2 separate regions of the Rattus norvegicus genome follow, and region 1 is linked to region 2. A link is a contact called in public Hi-C data. All regions are on one chromosome and are shown on one strand. The core of a region is the stretch at or near the end of the contact, and the rest is flanking DNA. Distances in the headings are between cores, read along the strand shown.

Region 1 (5,982 bases), core at 3,224-5,723, 150 kb after region 2:
TGGATAGCCATAGCACGTCTAAGAGAGGTCAGCAGATATGAGGATTATGTGACTCAGATTGGTAGCATTAACCCAGGACCTCAAGTATTCACCGTAGTTCATCTGGACTTTGAAGATATTAGACTTTTGAAGGTAAAGGTGTATCCTGTTTATATTTTGTGGATAGGAGCCATGACAGTGGTTGTCAGGTGGATGTGCTTGAGAATTATCTAGAGTGTGAACAAGGTTCCGAGAGTACCCACTGAGCCCTATGCCTCGCTTGCATTGAGGCTGCAGAATAACCAAGCTGGAATTCCTCTCCTAACACAGCAGCACCTGCAAATGGACTTTGCCTACATAAGCTGACCACAAAAAGACATTTCCATACCTTTTAGAGAAATTTGAATGAGCTGAGTGTTAGACAAAAAGAGAACACATTTTGTGAGGTTTAATAATATCATTGAGATTGTGTGAGAAAATAAGAAAAAAATAACTTAAGTGCACAATTCAATGTCAGTTAGAGATTTCTATCAGGTTTTGTATGTATTCTTTACAGAGCTGATTTAAGAACAAGCACGGTCAATTACTAGGGAAGGTAAGGATAAAAGAGATAGAAAAGAGGGGAGAAGGAAGAGGAGGAGGAGAAGGAAGATGAAGAGGAGGAGGAGGCAACGTTTGAATGTAGGAGGAGCTCCTAGACTCGACACAACAATGCTTGCAATGCTTCTCATGCCCTTAAGGGATGAAGTCAGGAGGTAAAAGCATATCTTCACCTGGGCACATAGAGATTTTATACAAGATAAAGCCTGGAAGATGTGGGATTCTGTATACAATTTCTTAGGCTTACAATAACATTTAAAATGATAATAACATTTGAAATGTAAATTGAAGTTCAATTTTTCTTTCTTCTTTTTCACATTAGCAGACCAATTTTCTTTGTTTTTCTTTAAATCTAATAGCATTTAAAAGAAAAAAACATCACCATTTTTCATAGACTGGTTCATCTTACAATTGCCTACTAGGTCCTGAGTTACGTGTAAAGGCTAGAAGGACAAATCATGACAAAGTTCTTTCATTCAGCGTGTTTATTAGTCTGCTGAGGCTGCCAAACAAAATTCCACAGTGGAATTTGATTTCTTCACTGAATTAGAAATACACGTTCAAGTTTCTGGAAGAATCCATTTCTTGTTTGTGCATCTTCCTGGCTTAGCAATGTGCAGAGATAGAATGGTGCCTGGTACTTTTCCACTTCTTATGTGGATACCAGGCCCATGGGATTAGGGTCCCCCACACTTAGACATTCAACTTAACCTTTACAGATCCTGTAGATCCTGTCTCTAAATGCCTGTCTCTAAATCCAGGCTTCAGCACACAAATTTGAGGAGACACAATCAGATCCACAACATGATGCTAACATGTTAGTGAATATTTGGGGACTATGGTCTAGCTTGCAAAAAACTTCAGATATTGAATTTCCTCTTTATTGAATTTCTCCTTGGCCTCAATCTTGGCAACAACTTGGTAATGGAGCTGACATTTCGAACAAACCGTCTTTTGAATCTTAGGCTTAGATTGTTACATTCCTCGCCCATGGTCATGTTCACTAGCAAATAAACAGCAGCCGCCTTTCCCCATTTGGCTTGCAGTGCTGTTTCCCATGTACTGCACCACACCACAGTGTGTGCTAACAAGAGGGAAGTGCAGTGTGGGTGAAGTATGTAAGTATGAATGCTTGAATGACCGAGCATGGCCATCTCCTCTGGTCCAAGGCAAACATTCATCTTGGAATGAACCTGACAGATAACCCCAATAAAATAAACCCACTGACTCACCTTAGGGGACATTTCTGCCACTTGCCAATTATCTCCTAAATTTGTTCTTCACTTTTTATTTTAGTATCTGAGGACCTTGGAAACGTTTGGGGGTGCTTTTGCAGCTCTGTCCCTGAGCTTGAAACCTGGTGACTGCGACTGTCTGTCAGCCAGGCCCGTGGCAGCTCTGTGAGTGAGGAGATGGCCCTAGTACAGAGATTTCACACTGGATACAATGTAGGCAACACATGGCAGGCAGGGAAAGGCATAGGAGAGAAATCAAAGCTGGTCCTTGAAGCAGTTTACAAAGACGCTGCCGCCTAGAGGTTTACAGATGTCACATGAGAGAAATCAGATGCAGGAGAGACAACCCTGAACTATCCCTGGAAACAGAACAGGAGATAAGGGTGAAGTAGGAAGGCAGGGTCGTTCTTAATGGATGCTGGGAGACATTTTGCTAGAATAACAAAAGCACGAAATAGTCATTGAATATGTTGGTGACTACAAACTTAATCTCCAGGGAGCTTCTTCAGCTCAGCAAACGCAAGGGATCATTTGGGCCATATGCAAACATTTTTCCAAAGGGGAAATGTCATATTAAAAATAAGCTGGTTTCATTTATAAAAATCAGCAACAATTGGAAACTCAGTACTAGAGTGTATTAAATATACTAAAATGTCTCTGTCCACTCATGGCTAGAGGGAGGGCTTCCCCAGAAATCTAGATGAAATGCTTATCCTCCCCCACAGAACTTCTTGCCTTAAGAAATGGTATAGCTTCAAGCAAGTGACAATGATCTTGCTAGGACAGATGGCAAAGACCTTGCCATTGCTCTAATGTAAATTAAAGCAGACATAGTTTTCATCAATAATCGAGAGGTAAAAGGTCTTGTAAGGAACTCACTAGTTATATACTGAGGTACCCCAGAATTTTGCTGCAAATAATCAAAATCTAGGCTTCAGGAGCAATGCAATAGACTGGTTGAGAATCATTTCCAGAATGTTCTATCTGCAGAAATATGTGATTGCATGCCCATTTTAAAGTGAGAAAATACATTCTTGAAAAATGCATAAGTAAACTGTAGAAGCCAGAAATGTTGTGTTGCATAAACATTCTAAGTATTTTGCACTCATGAAAATATCAGGGTGATTTGATTTTTACAGTGGAATTCAGGCTGGGGAATGTGGTTAGGTAGTAGAGGGTGTGTGTGTGTGTGTGTGTGTGTGTGTGTGTGTGTGTGTGTGTGTGTATGTGCATGTATGTGCGTTTATGTGTGTGTATGTGTGTGTATGTGTGTATGTGTGTATGTGTGTGTGCATGTGTGTATATGTGCGTGTATGTGTGTGTATGTGTCTGTGTGCATGTGTGTGTGTGTGTGTGTGTGTGTGTGTGTGTACTCTGGTGGGGCTGTGGTGGGGGATACAATTATTTTGCATTAAAAATCAAAAACAAAAAAGTATATCCATGGCATAAACCAGAGAACAGATACACATTTCCGCTGTTTCTATGCTACAACCCAACATTACTAATGCATATTTTAATATCAGGGCATCTTACATCTTATTTTACACTGGCTGATTAATAGCTGAAAAGATCAGTAGAAAAGTCTTTGGTTCCCGCTGAGCTCAGGGAGTTTGACTGAAACTGCAGGAGAGGGGCTGGTCCTGACTTCAGCCCAGGCCTCAGCTGGGTCCTCAGTCAGTCCTCTGTGTGAGCCCATCCTGCTGGGCTTTTCAGTTATCTGGAGTGTGCCTTGAGTAGTGTGGCCTTCCATCTACCTCTAGGGTACTGGGGAGCTTTGTGGTAGAACAAAGGATGTGCTACGAATGTCTCCTTCCCCCGAGAATGAGCAGTGCGTTATATTCTCAAAGTCCCATTTTCAGACTGTTCCCTGCAAAGGGACATCTGAGAGGCTCCTTTTATCCTCAGTGTAAGAGAAAAATACTAGCCCGAGGAAGTGGGTTGTGAAGAGCTGTCAGAGCCTGCCTACCTTTGGCTTTGATAATGACTCTAGAACCTCTCCTCAGCCCTACTGAGATCTGACTCAATGTGGGCAGAAGCCAGAAATACCAGGGTGTCTCAGGAAAAGTAACAGAACAGCGCGGGAGAGGCAGAAAGGAGGAGGAAAGCCTGTGTTTCGGGAGTGGGGTAGGTGGGGGCAGCAAGAGGCATATCTACTTTAGACAAAAGGGCCATAAAAAATGTCTTTCTCAGAAAGTGTAGATGGTCACCGAAGAAGGGCTCACCGGCCTTTGCTTGTCTCTAAACGTGGGCGGGATGGGTATCTTGAGGATAGGAAAAGCTGAGGACACCAAGTGATGTGCAAACTTCCCTCCTCCTCTGCCTGTGGGCTTATTAGCAGCCAGGCAAATCGGTGTGCAAAGAATAGCTTTGCTGGATAACAGCTGGGGAAATGGCAAATTATGCAATTTTGCAGGCACACACAGACTCGCAGTTGCACTGAAATCAAATTAGATGAGGCACGAGGCTAAGCAGTGCCAGCTTCAGGGCTGAGGGCACCGGCTTGCCCGGCTGCTCAGATCGGCTCTGTTCTGATCTGAGGAGGCTTCTATTCCGTCTGTCTACCAGCCCACAGGTCTGTGCCACACTGTCTCAAGCACCCAAGCCCACGGTGGTGTTTACTCGCCTGTGTGGTGTGAAGAGGACGCTTTAACTCTCCACCTTTCCCCTCCGGCATGCAGTATTGATTTTCCACCGTGATACAGAAAGGCCTTTCTTCTAAGTACCTTTGGAGGCAGACTTGGCTGTAGAGCCAGCTTTGTGAGCGAGGGCCTGTATTCGGGGAACACAGAAGGGCTTTCTCAATAGCAAGTTGTGTTTGTGCAATACACTAGTCATAACAAGTTCCTGTTTGACTCTAAGTTGTTCGTGAAAAATCCAACCAACAGATTGAAGCTGTTTATTGCGTCACTCGATTAGTCTAAACAAGCCCCGTAATTAGAGTGGCTAATTAATACCTATGTCTATTATGCATCTGAGCTGACACTCTGAAGGTGTCGCCAGTTCAGAAATGTAGAAATAATTACTCTCTAAAACTGGGCAAGGAGGCGTCTTTCCATGGGATTTCACGTTGAATATGCAAATGTTCTCTCTTTTGAAATGTGACTTGTGAAAAACAAGGAGTGTTTAAAAATTCTCCAGCCTGGAACTGATTTCATATAGAGTGTACGGAGACATGGCTCCTGCCTTGCAGCCATAAAAGGTTACCAGCAGCAAAGTGAAGGAGAAGGAAACCAGCAGAGCCGTCCCTCACTCTGAAGCAGCTTGGGTTATAATATGCTGGATTTGTAGTCTAACTAAAGCTTGGAATTGGTGTTTCATTACCTTGAATTTAAGTACCCAGGTTCCCTATCATTTAAAAAAAAAAGTAAGCATAAATTCTGTTACCTGGTTTTCAAACAGTCTTTTTACATCACGTACAGCCAATACCTCCAAGTTCAATGTGAGGTGACAATATACTTTTATATCCGTAAATACCATAATAGACAGCACTGAGATACAAAAGAAATTTCAGAGGGCCAGTGTGTATACAGATATGACACTCGAATCAACGGGAAACTGATTTATAGTCATCGATTCACTTGGGATCAATTGTCTGAGAAGTCACCAAAGGACTGTATCTATAGTGAATGGTACTCCAGGCGTTTTAAACTGAGAAAGTCTGTCCTCAGTCAGTTACTGATAGCATCTAGTTCCCGAGGGTAGGGCCTCTGATGTATTTTGGATGATACATGTTACTGTATTTTGTAAAGAAAAATGGAAGAAAAAACAAGGTTAGGTCCCATTTTGGTGATGGCAAATTTTTGATAGTGACTAGAAGAGTGTCCGGAGGGAAGGGAGGGATGGGAGGGATGGGGAGCATGGAGGGTCTGATCTCTACAGCATGCAGGGCAGGCTAACACGTCTGTGAGCGAAGACAGCTGTGTATATATGGAGTCTGCAACAGGACAATCACTTTAAGGAGGTTAGTGTGGCAACCAGAGATGACATCATTATTAGAAGTCAGAAGCACGGTTGATAATAACCTGTCTATCTCTTGGTTTACTAGAGAGTATGGCTGTGGAAGCTCAAACTAATTCTGGGTGCAATGAGTCCTGGTAAATATGGGGAGAGGTTCAGGAGACTCTACTCCCTTCTGACTCCAAGGATCTTCTGCTGTTGCTGCTAAATG
Region 2 (6,108 bases), core at 2,186-4,685:
GAGGCAGGCACCCTGGTGTGAGCAACTGACTGGGACTTCTCCCTGACCGTAGCCTAGGGTGACAGCCAGCTAAGCTCCTCCAGCTTATTCAAAGCTATTCAGACAGAAGAACGTCTGAAAAGTAATACTGGCCCTGGGACAACCTCAGAAAGCATTAACTGTAGGTTGATGTATAATCTAAATTCATTGTATACTTTTACATACTTGAAACTTTGAGCAAGACTTTGGCGTCTGGAAAGATAACCTGCGGCTATAATAGTCACATATCACAGTTCGCCAACAAATAAAAAGTTATGTAAAGGGTGTAAGCACCGAATAAGGATTATTAAATCTATATGAAATATTTCAAAGGTTCACATTTTGGTTAATAGCCAAGAGTAACTAAAAAAACAAACACCAACTTACAAGCAAACAAACAAAACAGCCTTGGAATTCCCTCAGTACCGGCTCAGAACCTTTCCTTAGCAGGTCTATGTCAAGTTACTCAGAATATTCACGTGTTTTAACAGAACTTTCTTATTTCATTTACTGATTCACTTACTTAGGTAAATTTGTGCGTGTGCAAGACCTGTGTGTGTGAAACAGGGTATGTCTGTGGGGGCCAGAGGACAGCTTTGTGAAATTTATTACCTCTTTCTATCTTATGTAGGTTCCAGAGATTGAACTCAGTCGCCAGGCTCTGTAGAAAATACCTTTACCTGGTGAGCTATCTCGGTAGTCCTTTATTTTTGAAGCCATACTTGTGTGTGAGTGCACATGTATAGGTATATTTAGATGGAGGTCAGAAGGCAACCATACATGTTCCTCCTCCTCAACCATACACTGTCCATCTTTCCCAGACAAGGGTCTCCCATGGGTCTGGAGCTTACCAAGAAGGTTAGACTAACTAATGATCCCCAGGGAATCTGGCTGTCTCTGACTTCCTGAGAGCATACCACACTGCCCAGCTTTTTACATGAACTAGGGATGAAATTCAGGACTTCAAGATTTTACTGAGACATCTGCATATTGTTTGTTTGTATGTACGTATGTATGTATGTATGCATGTTCTATGTTCATTCAAATGGTTCTGCTAGAGTATATCTACTATACATCACAACTATAACACTGACCACACAAACTCCACTATTCCAACGTTGAGTACATAGTTTAACTATTCTTACAATTGTTTATTTTTCTTTTCCTATTAATATGAACCCAAATCTGGGTGAGGAAACAGACACACACACAGAGCTGTACAGAGAATGCCTCCTGGCTTCAGGATGAAGAGTTCTGTTTAGCTCTGTCAATACAGTTCAATGTTTTGCCCATCCTACTGCCTCTTATTTCCTTATCATTTGAAACCCATGTGGCTGGAGACATCGACCTCTGGGGTAATCACCTGACAGCTTTATAACTATGGTCCCACAACGGTGGGAAAAGGAGTTTTGGCCTTTGACTTCAATTCCTCACTGAACACAAACGCCCAAGAGATAAACCTTTGTGCAGTACCTACCAGAAGTCCACTTTGTGTTTCAGTATAAAAGAATACACCAGGACCAATACTGCTTTACAGCCTCTGAAGGCAAAGGATCAAACACCAATGGCATGCGTTTTCTGAAGACTCAGCTTATTTATTTAGTCTGATCAGACGTCACATAAACTCAATTCTGATTACAGTGCACAACTGTAACATTCACAACTGGACATTCCTAATCACCCTAGATTAAAGATGCCTCTCACTTTCCTTTCTCCTGGGCCATTATACCAAACCTAGAGAAGAACTATACTCACCCCCCGGCTAGAAAAAAACAGAACATAATAGCTTATTGATCTCTGGTGTAGACCCAAACCCACAAGTCATCAGCCAAGCAGGGATAGAACTAATGGTGAAAAGTCATGTACTGGGTTTTCAGGTCCCACACAACCACATCGTTGACAGTTACTACATCAAATGTGGATGAATCCATCGTCCTCAGAAAAAATAACACACCACGTGAGTAAGGGAGCAACACATCCTGAATTATACTGAAAAGATTACCATTTCTTAGCTGCCAGGAAATGCCAATTTAAGTCCATTATATTTTTCATATAATGTGAAGTCTCAAGCTTTGAAAGTTACCATCATAGTCAATTCCACAGATAACTGCTTTCAAAAAAGATGCTACCATATACTGGGGAATATATGTTATTTATATGTTGACAGAAACCACTGCCATTGTACTACTGAATCACTATTTGTGGCAAATGACGTGGACTTTGTATAAGAAAAAAATTACCGCCCCCCAAAAAAACAAAAACAAAAACAACAACAAAAAAACAAACAAAAAGACCAAATAGCTTCTGTTTGTTTTTCTGGAGAACTCAAACCAGTACTCCAAAATGGATATATTAATTGTGTTCTCTGCAATACCCATTCAAAGAGTCAACTCATGAGAACTAAGGATGGTGAAGTCAACGCTCAAGCTCAGGTCTCAAGTGGTGAGCTGTCCTTTTAATTCCCCTTAGCTCTACTTCATACAAAGCACGGTCGTGACACACAATCAGCCTGCAATCCTTAAAGAAGTATCCTTAACCAGATCACAGACCGGAATGAGGTAACAGTCACAACAGTATCAGAGGGCAGAGATAAAATGACAAGTGAACTGGAAGTCAGGGCAGACTTGTATGCCCCAATAGAGAAAGACGGAGGTGGGGCTGGAAACTATTTTCTGGCCTTCTCTTGAGTGCAGTTACTGGGGAACAAGATCCTACACGCCCCAGACCCACAGAGCCCCAGGCGCAGAGGTGGAGGGGTGGGAAGGAAACAATTGGGGTGCTTTTGGAGGGAGTGGGGACCAAGAGAGATGGGTGCAACAGCAATTACACAGAGAAGAGAACTTCGTGCCTCAGAAAGGTTCTGGGGCAGGACCGTCCCGGAGGCGACCTCCCCTTCGCAGTCTCACGGTCACATCTTTGTGCGCGAGAGCTGTACACCCGGCAGCGAGCGCTAGAGGAGCGAGCCGCCCGGGCCCTTGCGCCGGGCTAGGGAGTCCACCCGCATGCCGCCGCTCCGCAAGGATCCCTAGCTCGGACCGGCCCGCCTCCATCGCCCCGAAGGGTCGGCGACGGCCAGCGGTCCTCCGCATCCCCGCGGGCAGACAACCCTCCCCGAACACCCCGCGTGGGTCTTTGTCCCGCCGGCAACCAGGGTCTCCCCGGGTCGCCCAAGCACAGCCCGTCCTGGAGGCCTGGGGGCCCCGGGGTCGCCCCAGCTTTGTTCGGTCAGCGGGGCGCGGGGAGGCGGACACTTACCGTACACCCCAGCGAGGAAAAGCAAGAGCCACGCCGACCCCCGCCGCGGAGACTCCTTTGTGCTCCAGCGACGGGCCATACCCACGGCAGATGGAGGGAGCGAGGAGATGGAGGAGGAGGAGGAGGAGGAGCTGGGGCCAGACGCCGCCGCCGCCGAGCCCCTGGCTGCTCCCTGCGCGCTCCGCGGCGGCGGAGGGGGAGGGGCGGGGCCGCCCGCGCGCGCTCCCTCCCGCCGGTCCTGCGTCGGCCGCGCGAGCCCCTAGCGGGCCGGCCTTCCCGGGGGCAGGGACGCGCAACGCGCGCTCCTGCGGGAAGCGACAGGGCCGGCGACTGCGGGGCTCGGGCCTCGCGCCGCACAACCAGCCGGCGCCGCCACCCGCCAGACTGAGCGCGAGCCGGCACCGGCGCTCATCCGTGCACTCGGCAATCCCCTGGCCCGCCTGCTTTGGTTCCCGCCCCGTGCTCCCCTGGACTCGGCGGAGCTCGCGCCGATTTCGCCGCTCCTGGTGCCCGAGTAGCGAGGCAGTGCCAATCGATGTGCGAGCACACGAACCCAGCCGGCCGCTGGGTTCCCGGGGCACCGGGGCTGGGGGATGAAGAGGGTGTTCTCTGACCGAGCTCCGCCATAGTTCCCGGCCTTGGTGTTGGGGCCCACCCCGAAGATCCTCGAGCTGATGGGCTATGAGTGGAGGAAGGAGGGGTGGGAGGGAGGCTGTGAACTTGGAAGTTCCGAGCTGTGACCCCCAACCCTGCTGGCTCCACTTGAAATTGGCTCTGCAGGGTCGTAGGTCCACGTGGATAACCGAGTGTAGAAACCTTAGCCAAAGGCTCTGGCGGACACATCCCGCCGGGCTACAGGGTCCTGCGCTTCTAACCTGGCAGGGAAGCCGAGAGGGCCCTTTTGACACTCGTGGGATGGGGTGGAGTGGACCTACGGTCTGGACGTGGAAAGAGGGATATCCCCGATACCCCCAAGCCTCCTTCAAGCTCCTTACAAGTATGACACTTCTTTCCCCTAAGTACCCATAGCGCTTCTATCTGTGGGGACACACTGGCGCACCAGACCTTCACGTTGTTTAAAGTGTTGTCTGCACCGTTTTGCCTGCTGTCCTTGCCGGTTACCGACACTGTCCATGACTCGTTGAAGATCAGTAATACCTTGTGCCCATACCCTGTGACACAGGCTATCTTTGGTCCCCGACAACCTTGTGAAATGAATATTATCCACGTTCTAGATAAGTTAATGAGACTTGAAGAAGTTAAATTATCCCAAACGTGTTCTACAGACTTTGTTTCCCCCATCCCAAAGTCAAGCACTTTCACAGTAACCGGAAACTCAAGCAAAAATGCTTAGTACCAGTTATGTTGAATTTTAATATATGCCTGGGGGTGGGGGTGGGGCATTAGATTTTTCTTGTATCTCTTGCTTATTTGACCCTTTAACGACCCCCTGAAATTGTACTACAGACGAGGAAAGTTAATAATTAAGAAATCTTTTACAAAAGGGCAGTAAACAAAAATCCTGGACTCCGGAAATTTTGTCCCATTCTCTTTGTTGAGAACACAGCAGTTTTGTTGTTCCTGATTCTACAATCAGCAGATAACAGTCCTTGTTTTACGATACTACACACTGATCACTTGTTTTTGTTTTTGCTTTCCGAGCTCTGTTAATTGTATTTGGGCCAGGCTACAAACACAATGAAAAGGTAGACTCCATGGACTGCATGCATCTCCTACCCCATGTCTTTTAGTGCCATTCAAGGAACTCTGTCTCAAGGGGAGACACATGGCGCCTGACACACAGGACCCCGACTACTCTTTCGCCTTCACTCCTCCACAAACACTTGCCCATCTACTGAGCTGCCTCTTCGACTTGTCAAATAATCAAGCTCTCGTTATCTAAGCCCCTTTAGTGTTCTTAAATTTTAATGAGGACTCTGGAGAACTACTTAAGAAATTAAAATCGAAGTTTTAACTATTTTTAATTCTTTTCAAATAAGACACAAGAGCCCATGTTACTATCTTGAAAACAAATAGAAAAGTGGTGTAGTTTCTATTTTTACAGATCGCCTTTGCATCTGGCTGAAAACATCTGGATTCCCATATCTGTTTCTGAAGCCAATCTGTTACAATATGTTGTTTTGGTTGAAGTATATTAAGAAATTCAAACTCACAAAGATCTGCAAATTACCAAAAAAGATATTCCCTTGAAATAGTCTCAAGGACACCCCCACCAAATACAGGCTATGCATCTCCAATCCGTAAACTCTGAAGTGCTCCAAAGCAGTGAGCACTGGAACTCACATGCTAAAAAGCAAGCCTATAACTGCAACTGTCCCCCACACACAGGATTTTGAAGTTCCAAGCATTTCAGATGAAACCGTGCACAACTTCTGAAACTTTAAAAACTGTCACTCTTCGCTATCTTAGATGATTCAGAGAGGGGCCCCGTAAGTAGTTCTAAGGATACAACTTACAAGAGAATATTTTTCCTTAAAATAATTCTAGTAGACCCTCAGGTGTTGTTAAGCAACGTGTAATAGAGTAACATGTTCTCAGGCACTGGACAGGAAAACCACTCTTATGTTGCCCAGCCTACCTTCCTGGCTCTCTTGGCTATACATCAACTGGGTCGTATGAAGAAGCATTTTGAAATCTGTGAAAACTCTGGCTGTAAAGAAGTGTGTGTTGGTAACCATTTCATTGAGTGGAGCACTTATTATGCATGGACAGTTTGGATTTGTAGCCTATAAAGCACAAACCATGCTTTTAAGAAACAAATTTCTTCTGGCTCCTTATATCCATAAAAGAGCTTTAAGAGATCTTTTATGCCTT

What was found. Hi-C and Micro-C count contacts between places; a contact is called where the count stands out from the background.
Region 1: a contact with region 2 is called in a Hi-C map of frontal cortex, with 2.5 times the contacts expected there. The contact joins the enhancer-like site here to the promoter of Lrp12 in region 2. A contact is called at or near these places in 3 of 12 Hi-C or Micro-C datasets (frontal cortex, hepatocytes and liver).

Annotation. Positions count from the first base shown.
Region 1 is chr7:73,040,303-73,046,284 of GRCr8, forward strand. No RefSeq gene overlaps it. Among named protein-coding and RNA genes, the nearest start is that of Lrp12, 150 kb to the left of the region's middle. Within about 2 kb of position 4,474, at least 27 of the 93 cell types and tissues checked have an H3K27ac peak or open chromatin away from gene starts, as enhancers often do.
Region 2 is chr7:72,893,621-72,899,728 of GRCr8, forward strand. Lrp12 (LDL receptor related protein 12) reads right to left here and starts at 3,436. Exons shown (of 7, transcript NM_001134883.1): 1 at 3,274-3,436. The coding sequence starts at 3,352.